Regions from separate parts of the Hordeum vulgare genome. Here region 2 is linked to region 1. Evidence: chromatin contacts called from public Hi-C data. All regions are on one chromosome and are shown on one strand. The core of a region is the stretch at or near the end of the contact, and the rest is flanking DNA. Distances in the headings are between cores, read along the strand shown.

Region 1 (6,608 bases), core at 1,397-3,896:
AAAGTATGTCTATATACATTCATATGTAATTTATTAGTGAAACCTCTAGAAAGACTTATATTTAGGAATGGAGGGAGTATGTGGAAGCAATATGCAAGAAACTAACTATCACATCAGGGATCTCAGGATGCTCCAAGCTTCCGCAATAACTTTAGTTACCTGTAAGTGATTTAGGAGCAGTGAAATCAAGTATCTCATATGTATTGTCCAAACAACAATGATCTATAAACATTTACCAGTAGTACAGGTCGGTGGACTCCGTCCTGGGGGCACGCACACCCCGACCTCAATGCCCGAGATCCTCCCGAGGAGAGTCGGCGTCGTCGTGAGCCATGTCTCTTGCCCGAGCCATTCGCATGCATCCGCGAGTGCGCATATGTACCTCCGACCCTGCACCCTCTTCTTTTCCCATTTCTGTGCACTCTCCCTTCCTGAAATCTTCTCTCGCAGGGAAGCAACCAGCCGACGGATCCCACCTCCCCCTTACTGATCCGGTCCACCACGAGCACCAAGGCGCCCTTCCTCCGCACACCTTCTCCGCCTCGTCTCCGGCAAGCCCACGCCGCAGGGCGTGTTCACGGCTGGCGTACCCACCTGAACTTGTCCATCTGTCCCCTCTTCCATCCTCCATCAATGCACATGAGAGCAACAAGGATGACCTACCTTACCTGAGCACGCACGCACGATGTCTACCTTCCCGTCCTCCACCGCGGCTTTAGCCCTCTCCGCCGTTGTCGATGAGGGTGCCGCCCCTCATCTTCTCGTCCTCGCTGCGGCTGGATAGAGGATTGCGGGTTGAATAGTGTGAAACGAAGGGATTTTTTTTTGTAAAACCGAAACGGTACCACAGACAGGGGTGGAGACAGGCCCCACGCCCCCAGGGCCTGGGCCCGGGTCGTGAGGCCCACTTACTTGTTGATTATAGCAATTATTAAGGATATGAGGTCCAAATCCAGACAACTTTTGAAGGCGGCCTGGGGCTTGCCGCCGGCCTGGCTCCGCCCCATCCATTTTCAGAAGGACTGCAGGTTGAATACCTAAAATCTCAGGGGCCTTTGTGCAAAACGGTCTGCAAAATGAACATGAGCACAAAATGAACCAGATTTGAAAAGATTTCACAATGTGACCCTTTTAGAAACACCACAAGCAGTGACGTTGCTGCCCCACTATGTAACGCGAGTCTACCATGGCGTTGCTGCCCTACTGTGAAACGCCTGTCTACCGTGGCGTTTTTTCTTTCTTGCAACGCCAGTCTATTGTGGCGTTGCGGACCCACTGTGAAACACCAAAAACTTTGGCGTTGCAGACTCACTGTGGAACGTCAATAGCACGACATCCAACCAGCCCATGGCATGCTGCATTCTAGTCAGTGCTGAAACGCCATGAACCATGACGTTTCGCGCGTGGCCAGCAACGCTAGCTACGTAAGGTAGACTGGCGTTTGAATGTGGGTCTACAACGCCACGGTAGACTGGCGTTTCTAAGTGCAGCGGCAACGCCACAGTCTGTGGCGTTTTAAAAAAAGTCAGATCATAAAATGTTTTTAATCAAAGTTCATTCCGTGCAATATTTTTTATCCCAGAAGTCAAAATAGTGAAAAAATCCGACGGACAAAAGCACTTTTTATTATTAAGAACAGACTAACACAAATGCCCTTGCGTTGCAACGGGAAATAAGTATGATGTATCATGTTTTGGAATAAACAATGTAAATGATCCTTCCTTGAAATTTAAGGCGTATGTTAAAATAATATAGAGTACAAACTAAAAATAACCTCAAAGTTTGGATTTTTGATGTATATGAATGAAGGCATGATAATCCATGTGCGTTGATAAAAGAATAAATTTTCAAATTTGCATTTACTACATGTTTTTAGAAGAATTCACTACTCCCTCTTGAAAATATAACCATGCTAGAACTCCAATTTGTATGTACAAAATCAATCTCTCTTGAAACATATTAAAAGCTTAGAAAAGTAAAAAAGAAAGAAAAAGGAGCCCGATGGGATCAAACCTGGGTCTTCAGGTTAGAAGACCAAGGAACTCTCCATCCCGCTAGAGCTTCAGTGTTGACATATTATGCCATAGCCGGGTATAACCATTACGTGTCGGGCGGTTACTTAAAAAAAACCGAATCGTTTTTTTGCTCACGGGTGGCATGGTGGGTAATTTTATGCAAACTTTAGGACATTTTTTATGACGTACTACAGAAGCAATAGGTGCTTTATTAGCGAGTATAGATATAGATAAAGACGTGCGTTGTACGTTTACTGGTCAGCGAAAAAAGGTAAGCGCACGAGGCGCATCGTCGCTGCGGCGTCGGGATCTTCCGTGGAGAGCGCGGCCACAACAAGTCTCACTCGTTCTCTCTCAAAAAAGAAAACAAGTCACACTCGCGCACGCCACATCCCAGCCAGCATCACAGGGTCATCCACAGACACACACACAGCATCCCGGAAAATGAGAGCGACCATTTTTCGCGCAACATAAAAAAACAGCACCATTATCTCCCGTGACGCCACGCCCTGCGTCACGCTTCGTGCTCCCCTAGCTGTGTCCACCGCGGCCGCTTTCCTCTGGCCCGTTCTGTCTCTTCACCCCGTCTCCCGAATAAAAACGGAAAATAACTGCGGCGGCGACAGCAGCAATCCGAGACCCCCTCCCACCCCCCAAACTTCCCCCCCGCCCGATCCCGCGGCGACCATTCGTCGACGAGGTACGGATAAGCGCCGCGCTTGTCTTTTTTTTCTTTTCTTTTCCGGATGGATTTTTTTGTGGGATTGATCCTTGCGTTCCCATCCGTCGGCGACAGATTGGTTGTTGCGCATGATGATTCCATTCGTTGCGCCCGGTTTTCTAGGGTTTGCCTGGGATTCAGATTGCCGCGCCTTCCGCACCACAGTCGTCGGATCATCGGCGTCTCTGTATTGATTGGTGGGGTTGGAAGTTCGGAACGAATGCCCCTCACATAGATTGATCTTGTTGTGCTCATGTTTTTTTTTTAAATCGTAGTATTGCTCGGTTGGCTTTTGTAATGTACTCCCAGTGATGGCTTGCACACCGAGAAAATGATGGCGTTGGCTCCGTACAAATTGTCTTCATAATTGCTGAAATCTTGTAGCAGTAACATGCTAGGATGTTCTCGTCACAGTGCACATTATTTGTTATGATCAGGTCAGAAGAAAAGCGCCGTTTATAAAAACATAGAGTTGGGATAAGTCGCTTTGACAGTTCTGTCAGATGCACTGTATGGTCATAATTCTATGGTTGTTCTTTTTTCAGCTGACTAGCATTGCATTCTCAGATATTGACCGCATCAGAAATTTTGCAGGTTGCAGATATTCTTCTTCGATTGATGGTGCAAAGAAAATAAGTGCGGCAAGTTGACTAGGGTGATGTTATTGAGTTTAGTAAGCACTAGAGATGATGGATAACCTAGCTATTATCGCGAAGGAGCTAGGTGATGTGTCAGATTTTGAGGTTGATGGCATCCCAAACCTCTCTGAGAATGATGTCAGTGACGAGGAGATTGAGGCTGAGGAGCTGACCCGGCGAATGTGGAAAGATAAGGTCAGGCTCAAGAGGATCAAGGAGAAGCAGCAGAGGCTTGCTTTGGAGCAGGCGGAACTGGAGAAGTCTAATCCAAAGAAGTTGTCTGATCTAGCCCTTCGCAAGAAGATGGCAAGAGCCCAGGATGGGATTTTGAAGTACATGCTCAAGTTGATGGAAGTATGCAATGCGCAGGGTTTTGTTTATGGGATCATTCCTGATAAAGGGAAGCCTGTCAGTGGAGCATCGGAAAACATTAGAGCTTGGTGGAAGGAGAAGGTTAAGTTTGATAAGAATGGGCCAGCAGCAATTGCAAAATATGAGGTTGAGAACTCTCTGTTGGTTAATGGTCAGAGCAGTGGGACCATCAATCAATATAGCTTGATGGATCTCCAAGATGGTACCCTGGGCTCATTGCTTTCTGCATTGATGCAGCATTGCAGCCCTCAGCAGCGCAAGTACCCACTGGATAAGGGTATTCCGCCCCCGTGGTGGCCATCAGGGAATGAGGAGTGGTGGATTGCTTTAGGCCTTCCGAAGGGTAAAACACCTCCATACAAAAAACCTCATGATCTTAAGAAGTTTTGGAAGATTGGTGTGCTGACGGCTGTGATCAAACACATGTCTCCGCATTTTGATAAGATAAGATATCATGTGCGGAAGTCAAAGTGCTTGCAGGACAAAATGACTGCAAAAGAGAGCTTGATTTGGCTGGTTGTTTTGCAAAGAGAGGAGTATGCTCACAGTATTGATAACGGTGTATCAGATACTCACCATTGTGACCTAGGGGACAAAAATGGGAGTTCATACAGCAGCTGTGATGAGTATGATGTTGACTGTATGGAGGAGCCTCCTCAGTCTACAATATCCAAAGACGATGTGGGAGTTCGTCAGCCAGCTGTGCACATCAGAGAAGAGAATGCCTCAAGTAGTGGGAACAAAAAACGTCATGATAAACGCTCTACTCAAACGCTGCCTAGTACTAAGGAAACTAAAAAACCACTAAAGCGAAGAAAACATATCGGACAGTTTTCCGTTGATGGGTCTGAGGTTGAAAGAACACAGAGAAATGATAACACGCCAGAGGTTTTGAGCAGCGCAATTCCTGATATGAATAGCAATCAGATGGAGTTGGTCTGTGTTGCTGACCTGTTGACAAGCTTCAATCATGTCAGTACAAATGGAGGAGCTTTACAACATCAAGGAGATGTTCAAGGGAACTTTGTACCCCCTGGTGTTGTTGTTAATAATTACAGCCAGGCTGCAAATATTGCTCCTTCCAGCATCTATATGGCCGACCAGCCATTAGCTTCTGCAAGTAATGATTATGCAAACTCCTGGCCTGGAAATACTTTTCAACCAAACGTTGGTCTTGGATCTATTGGCTTTAGTTCTTCTTCACATGATTACCAGTCTTCTTCTGCTGCAAAACACTCATTGCCACTATCTACGGATAACCATGTGCCTGCCATGGGAACAGGAGGTTTGAACAGTTCTTACAGTCATCATATGGCAGGTAGTGGGAATTCAACCTCTGCTGCTGGTGATACGCAACAGATCATGAGCGATGCTTTTTATATTGACCCTGATGATAAGTTTATAGGCAGTTCTTTTGATGGGCTGCCTTTAGACCTCATCGGTATTAATAGTCCAATCCCTGACCTCGATGAACTCGGTGAACTGCTGGATGATGATGACTTGATGCAATATCTCGGAACGTAACATAGGTAATCCCTTATCTTTCCTAGCTCATATTTTTCTCAGTTCTTTGGATACTTGGATGCACCTTTTGTTAATACAGTCACAAAATATATGTAATAGTGCTTGCTTCATCTCTTCCTGTGGGTAGTTATATCTAGTTAAAATCCCTATAGTCATACATGCGAGAGGTGAGGTTGGTTAGAGAAATTATATCGAGTTAAAATCCATGTATCCATACATGTGAGAGGTGAGGTTGGTTTAGGTTCAAATTACAAAATCTCTGAAAGATGGCCAGCAAAGAAAGATTGTTTCTTTTTCATCTGAATTCGCAATTAATTGAGCTTAGTTGCGAGAATTACTCCTGCTGTTATTTCCCAGTGTCTTAAGTCTATGCATGTCTTGCTCTCGGTTGCGATTCAGCTCTCTTTGTAACAGGTGCTTATTCTGTTGATTGCAGCCGGCGTAGTTCACCGCGGAGAAAAAAGGGGTATTTGCGGGGCCTGCAACGAGGAGTTCCATGACATGTTGATGTGGCGCTAATTCGGCCACAGTAGAGAATGATGTATTGTTTCTCCTTTTTTTTTTTGTAATTTGTAGAGTGCCCCTTTGACATGTGCTGGACATGGTTAGCCCGTAAAAGCTTGGTAGAATCTTGCGCAGCTAGCTGGAGAAACTTCGCGTCTGATGAAGAGAACTGAATTTTCTGTCTTTTTTTTTTGTGTGTGGGGGGCTAAGATGAATCGTGATGCATGCCTGGTTGTCATGCCCTCTTGGATGTCGTCCTGAATGTTGCCGTTGACGGAGACCTGCATGGTTCCTGACCGTAGAGAATGATGTATTGGTTCTTTTTCTGCAGGGAGAGACGAGAACGGAGTACGATCTTCAGCCGAAGGAATGCGGCTGGGCTTTTGCCCTGCGGTGTCGCAGCATCGTGACTTCCAATTCTGTCTCGGCCTTGTCTCGCATTGCCATGCCCCCTACTGTCCTAACACTAAAATTGGCATAGGGGTTCTATAGGGTGCGTCTGGCGGGTTTTCCCCCTGGGGTTTTGCGATCCTCCGGCGTTCCGACCGGAGTACACCAAATCCTAGGGGGCGGTGGTGATGGAAGATAGGGTGGAGGGAGTTGGTAACCAGATATCTGATGATGGAAAGACGGGGGCTACTGGAGGACAAAGCAGCAATCAGAGACCGGAGGGGGTTAACAAAGATTTTTGGAACGAGACTAAGCATGAAAATCGCGAAAGAGGACCACAGAAACTGTAGCGCATCGTCATAGACAACAACCCAAGCCACACACGAGAACAAAGAGAGATACCTTACACAGCCCTGCGATAAGGATCCTTCACTCGTTTTTTTT
Region 2 (6,608 bases), core at 1,296-3,795, 630 kb after region 1:
CCTTCATTTTTTCCGGGGGTGTGCTTGGGTAAGCCTTTCCCAAACGTATAAGGAAAACATATGCCCACCTCATATTATGTACTACAGGCTGTCGTATATATAATACGAAATAAATATATATTATATACATACAACAACCTGTAGTATACAATATAAGATGGACATATATTTTTCTTTCCACTTTTTATGGAGGAGAGAAGGTCTACCGAAGAAAAATGTTTTTCCCGATTCAGAACGAAAGCCGCTACGGTTTTTCTCATGGCTTCACGTCGATGTTTGAGCAGAGCATGCATGGTACGAGTCGTAGGACCCAGATTCTCCTCGGCTAAGAGGTCTACTAACACATACGTTTAAGCACCCTAAGAGAGATTTTAGTGCCGCGCTGCAAAAAACACACGCTATAATTGATTCAATGCATGGAGCAAAACGCGTCATACGTCCCTTATTTCGTACGCCCGTTCCCAACGGACAACGATGACTCGCACGCGATTTCTACCAACGTCGGATCCAGCCGCCGCCCGCACCTTCTCATTTACTCCGGCGACCCGACGACGCTTCCCCGGCCTATCCCCGCACGCCGTTGCTTTCCATCACACCATTCAACGTGCCAATATACATGATTGTCTTTAGAAGGATCTAATTGAGGAGTAATAGGCATGGAATGACCGACAAAACTAGTGATTTGTATGTTTGTTGTGGTATGTTTGATGTTATATTGTTGAACTATTTGTTGTATTAAAAGATAAATTATTTGTTTAAGTTGTAAATAAAATTAAACTATTTATTGTTGATTTTTTTATGTGTTTGGTCTTCTTGATTTTGTTCGAGTGTGAAATATTGTTTGTGTTGAACGTGCGCGTCATTTTTTTTACAGCGTCTAATGAAACGGCTTGCACGCGTAATATTTTCTAGCGGACTTTGAAATCAACGCTCTGCTACGCGTAAAAAGTTGCTATTTCAGGATTGTAAATATTATTTTAACGCGTCGCGCAATTGAAGATGCTCTTAGTTAGGGTATGTTTAATTCATTGGTTGGATGCATCAAAGGTGCATGAGTTTGAAAGTTTCCTATAAAATGTATTTTTAACTGTTTAACATGTTATTATAGAGCTCACCTCGACTATGACTATCTTATGAAAAAGGACCCTCCACCATCCTAAATTGAGCATGCCCAGATAGGATGCATGAAGCCAGGCATACTTGACCCAACCCTAACCCTAAAAAATTGTTCAGAATTTTGAAATTTGTTTGAATTCTCAAAAAATGTTCTAAATTTTGAAATATCTCTAATTTTCAATAAATTTTGAGAATTACAGAAAATTAAAAAAAATCAAAAGGTATTAATAATTTTAATATATTCAGAATTTAAAAAAATATCAAAAAATGTTCAGAATTTCATTTTTTAACTAAAAAAAATTCAGAATTTCAAACTAAAATTAGTGTAAATTGAAACAAAAACAGAATTACAAATTTTGTTTAAATTTCCAAAAAATATCACAATTTTAAAATGTCTTTAAAATTTTGTTCATGTTTTTCAAATTTTGTTCATCATTCAAAACATTTTTTTCGAACGAGAATTTTTTTGGTATGTCTAAACACATGCAGCCTAGCAAACAATTGTCTCAGCGCATACATTATTATTAAATAACAACAAATGCATGTCTAGAGTTAGCATGCCTTAAAGAAGAAGAAGAATATTATGATGGAAACTGCTACGAAACAAATCATTAATGAAAATGGGGGAAGCGATGTCTTGGTCCCTTTCTTTCTATAGAAATAATTCAACACTGCATGTGTTATGAGGCTGCATGTGTTTAGACATACCGAAAAAGCTGGACATAATGGTCTATTCATGTTATTAGTTCTATCATGTCGGCAGGAGTTATGAGGGCGAGTGATTAATGGAAGAGCTGGACCTGGTCTCCGAGTGAAGGTGTCCCAGATGTTCTTGCCCCGCAGATTCGCAGCTCCCTCATACTGCAACCAAGAAATGCAGAATGGCAGGTACAGTATAAGCAAATTCAGCAGGGCAGAGAAAACAAGTGCGGGTAAGCAAATGCACGAAGACATATTCATACCTGAATGGCGGAGGAGGCGGTGCCGAAGATGAACCCCTCGGGGAAGCTGTACCTGTTGAACCCGGCGCCATGGACGCCGCCGCTGGAAGCTAGCAGAGCTGCGAGCAGCAGGGCTAGAGCGGGGAGGAGAAGAGCCCCCCTCTCCATTCCAACCAACCAGGTCACTAGTTTCCCAGAGCTGGAGTGGACGGCTGCTGGCCCTTGTCGATCAACCCTGCTTTCTGGCGAGTATTTATACACGCGAGCTGTGCGATGGGAGCAGCGAGTGATGGTTCCACGTTCGGACGGTGACTTCTCCTGAATACATGTTGCAGACAGGGCATATGGAATGACAGCAGGAAAAAGTCAGATCATAAGAAATACATATTATAGTCGGGCATGTGATACACACTTCGAATTATTTCTGCGACTTGCCGATTATTGCTATAGTTGGATAAACCACGAAATAGGAGGGAGCACTATGGATACAGTTCGAGATGAAGATTGTATGGAGGTTCTACAATGGTGCGCGTGCATTATTGGCATATATATAATGCTGTAGTACCGCAAAATGAAATCCCTCGTTCTAGCTCAACGCGATTCCCGAAGATTGCCTGGAAAACTCGACGCAGACGTTGCAGGAGACATGTCTGATGGGGTCGCTGTGTAGCCAGAAAGGCGGTGAACTTATCCCGCCAGGCTGTTCATAAGTAGCCATCATCAGGAATTCTCAATGTTTAAATCGTCGACGGTAGGTTGATCCGATCGAATATGTTATTGATTTCTCATCAGGTCCCATACTCCCATCACAAGTAACGTGTACTTCCTTCGTCCCAAAATAAATGAATCAAAAATGACTTAATTTTGCACTAATTTTAGTATAAAGTTAAATAATTTTTAAGTCACTTATTTTAGAACGGAGGGAGTATGATATAATGATCCATTTTCGAAAAGTTAAAAACTGATTAAACATAAGAAAACGATTTATGATTGGACATGATTTATTATTGGATGGTCATACAGTCTACAACATCCTCATATAATAATCTTCAAATAGTCAAGTAATGATGGACCGACAACGATGGACGACCTAACTATCCTAGAAAGGGAGGAATCTTCTAATAAATGCTTGTGTGTTGGGAAATCTGAAACAAGAGAAATGTGAGGGTATTCCATAACAAGGAATCTTCGACCATAAAAATGGTGGCAATAATCAAGGACAAGACGAAGACATTGATTATAGCCGGGGCTAAACTTCTGAGCAATTTGATTTCGGGAGAGTGATCCCTTCCTGTGTGGTCCCATAAGCTTGAAACTATGTCTAATTTTTTTGTTAATTAATATGACGAGGCAAAGCTTTTGCCTCTGTTTCAAAAATAAGAAGAAGATTTGTGACTCGTAGAAGAAGTTGTCCGAGAACTTTAAGCAAACTATAGGATCGTCATCCGCAAAGTGCATTGGTACCATGCATTCGTTTAGGGCTTAATTTCCTGTAAATTCATGCATGTCGTACCTTTCAATAGAGACATCGCGGTTCATCCATCACACTTCGCATGCTTTTTAATTTCATCTTTAAATTAAAACTGCTATATCTTTTGAACCAAAAATCGTAATTCAAATCCGTTTGCATTTGTGTAGTTGCTACGAGAAATTTCAAACAAGACCAGTCTTGAATGCATTTCAACTACTTTACACACAAATCCAAGTTAGAAGAAAATCAGTGAACTTGTCACGCCAAGTTGTTCATGAGTAGCCATCAGGAATTCCCAATGTTTAAATCGTCGACGCTAGGTTGATCCGATTGAATATGTCATAAAATTATCATATCTGCATGATAGGTAATATATATGACATAATGATGCATTTACAAAAGTTAGAAGCCGATAAAACATAGGGAGACGATTTGTGGCAGTGTCGACTTAAAAACTTCAATCAATTGTATTGTTTGAATCAAAAATTCATTTTGTAGTCCGTTTGCACACACTCATGTTCCTTGTGATGAGGGTTTTGAAACAAGACCCCTCTTGAACACATTTGGACAAGTTTTAGAAACTTCACCAAGTTTCAACTGCTGAAACTTGATGAGAACGAATGATAAATTGAACAAGTTTCATAACTAAGACTCAAACACAAACCCTAAATTATTGAGTCAAATTCAGTCAATCTACGGTAGGGGTTGCTGAGCTAGTAGCCTTGATACGATGGTAACAGAGATGCACGTTCTACCCATGTTTGGTCTCTCTTTGACATACGTCCTAGTTTGATTGTATTGATTGAGGGGGTAGAGAGTACATGTTGATCTACCACGATATTGTATCTGTATGAGAGTTTTTTTCTACGGTCTAACACCTTGGCTTATATAGATGACGGGGTACCTAAGGTTTACATAGGTCGCTTACATCTATGGGTAATCATGTCGAAGACGACCTCTAAGTCTTGGAGTATGTGCCATGTCTTCGAGAGATATCCATCTTGGCGCTCCTCGGCCCTACAAACCTGGCCCACTAGTTGATCATCTTGGCGATCTTATGCCCGACCCATATGGTCAGGAGCCTACATGGCAAGCAGCCCCTAGTCCAGAACACCATCATTAGCCCCTAGACCGATCTTCAAGTCAAGGACGCTCCTTGGTCCTTCCGACTTGCTCTTGGTTTTTAGTCATCGGTCTTGCAAGATGGTTAAATGAGTCTCTCATCCGATTTTCCAAAATAATCAAGCTTTGACTCGTAAGTTTTATACCTCGTGTATTCGAGGATTCCTCTACAAAATTCAAAAACCCTTTATTTGGAGTCTTTATTATTTCCGAGGAGATCCTCAGAATCAAGGATCTCGATTCATGCGTGGGTGCCTTAAGGGTGAATTAATTTCCCACCAAGGATCATAGGATGGTATGGCCCCACCCAGATAGCTTTAAACGTGTCATCATATGAGGAGTGTTCGTGGCATACTGATGTCTACGCACGCTTCTATTCTTGTAGACTATGTTGGGCCTCCAAGCGCAGAGGCTTGTAGGACAACAACAATTTCCCTCAAGTGGATGACCTAAGGTTTATCAAACTCATGGAAGTAGAGGTTGAAGATGGTCTCTCTCAAGCAACCCGGTAATTAAGATACAAGAAGTCTCTTGTGTCCCCAACACACCTATTACAATTGTCAGTTGTATAGGTGCACTAGTTCGGCGAAGAGATGGTAAAATATGGGTGATAGGTGTGGCAAAGCAAGGTAATATAAATCTGAAATAAAAATGGCAGCAAGGTAGCAAGTGACAAAAGTGAGCACAAATGGTGTAACAATGGTGAGAAACAAGGCCTGGGCTTCATACTTTCACTAGTGCTAACTCCCAACAACATTAACATAGTCTAATCACATGATATTTCCACTAAAACATGCAATGGTGACGTACTCGGGGGGTCATTCCTTTGTGAGCAAGAGAGGACGAGAATTATGTAGGGCTACAAAAGCACACTTCAGAATTCGTAGTTCTCATCAATGGATTTCCCAATGTCACCGCGGCCATCCAAAGAGAGTACCACAATCACCACAATGTATCTCAAGGATAGTCAAAAGACAAGCACCAAGAGACTCTCAATCTTCAATCAATTCACAACAGAGGAAATCACTCATGAAAATATTCTTCTAATCCATGTCTAATAGACCTCTGTTACCATGGTCTCGGGGACTATACTAAATAAGATCACGTGAGTACATCAATCCAATACATATAAGAAGGGGAAACATCATGGGATCACCCTAGATTAACATAGCCTATGATCACAATCAAGATCACATCATGGGAGAGAAAATTAACCACATAGCTACTATAGAAGACCTCAGCCCCGAGGAGGAACTACTCCCGCTTCATGGAGGGAGGAAGCAACGTCGATGGAGATGAATCCCGGGGCACTTCCAAAACTTGTTGGCGATGGCGGTGGTGATCGTAATTGCTTATGGAGAAAAGGATTCTGGAATCAGGATTTCCCATCCGAGAGGTAAATATAGGCCAAAGGAGGGCACCAGAGGGTGTGGGACCCAGCCAGGTGACCTGTGAGCGTGACCAGGAGTCAGGTCGTGCCGGGAGGCCGCGTGGGTGAGGCATGGCTCCCCTGTGGCCCACCTTGGTGCTTCGTGAAGCTTCCGTCATGCTGATTTTTATATTTTTTCCTGGAATTTTTGGGGCTCACTAAACTGGGGTAAAAGTCCGTGCAAAAAAAGACATCAGCTGACAGAAACTGGCACTGGGTGCACTGAGTTAGTAGGTTAGTCCAAATATGTGTAAAAAGGTATAAAAGTGTAGCAAAACATATAACAATGTCACCCAAAAGATCATGGAACAAGCAGAAATTAGAGATACATTTGGGACGTATCACATACGCTTGTGACTCAGCGTCCAATCAAACACGTCATAACACGCCCCGAGACACGTTAAGCGACATTATTAGCTATCCACTCAGTCTCAATGCGCGCTCGCCACATGATGTCGAACACCCGGATTTACCATTGTAGGACTCAAGCGCCCCATCATTGCACCACAAGGAATCACCGTAAAAAGAT

The links. A called contact is a pair of places that touch in the nucleus more often than the background predicts.
Region 2: a contact with region 1 is called in a Hi-C map of leaf, with 4 times the contacts expected there. The contact joins the promoter of LOC123412267 here to the promoter of LOC123408276 in region 1. A contact is called at or near these places in 2 of 6 Hi-C or Micro-C datasets (leaf and seedling) and 1 of 1 datasets of contacts at active chromatin or transcription factors (embryo).

The regions. Positions count from the first base shown.
Region 1 is chr7H:174,903,785-174,910,392 of MorexV3_pseudomolecules_assembly, forward strand. It overlaps LOC123408276 (ETHYLENE INSENSITIVE 3-like 3 protein), which reads left to right and starts at 2,647. Exons shown (of 3, transcript XM_045101422.1): 1 at 2,647-2,715; 2 at 3,331-5,275; 3 at 5,685-6,052. The coding sequence starts at 3,423. The coding sequence ends at 5,270.
Region 2 is chr7H:175,530,698-175,537,305 of MorexV3_pseudomolecules_assembly, forward strand. LOC123412267 (beta-glucosidase 28-like) reads right to left here and starts at 2,546. Exons shown (of 11, transcript XM_045105214.1): 1 at 2,470-2,546; 2 at 2,079-2,375; 3 at 1,917-1,977. The coding sequence starts at 2,225.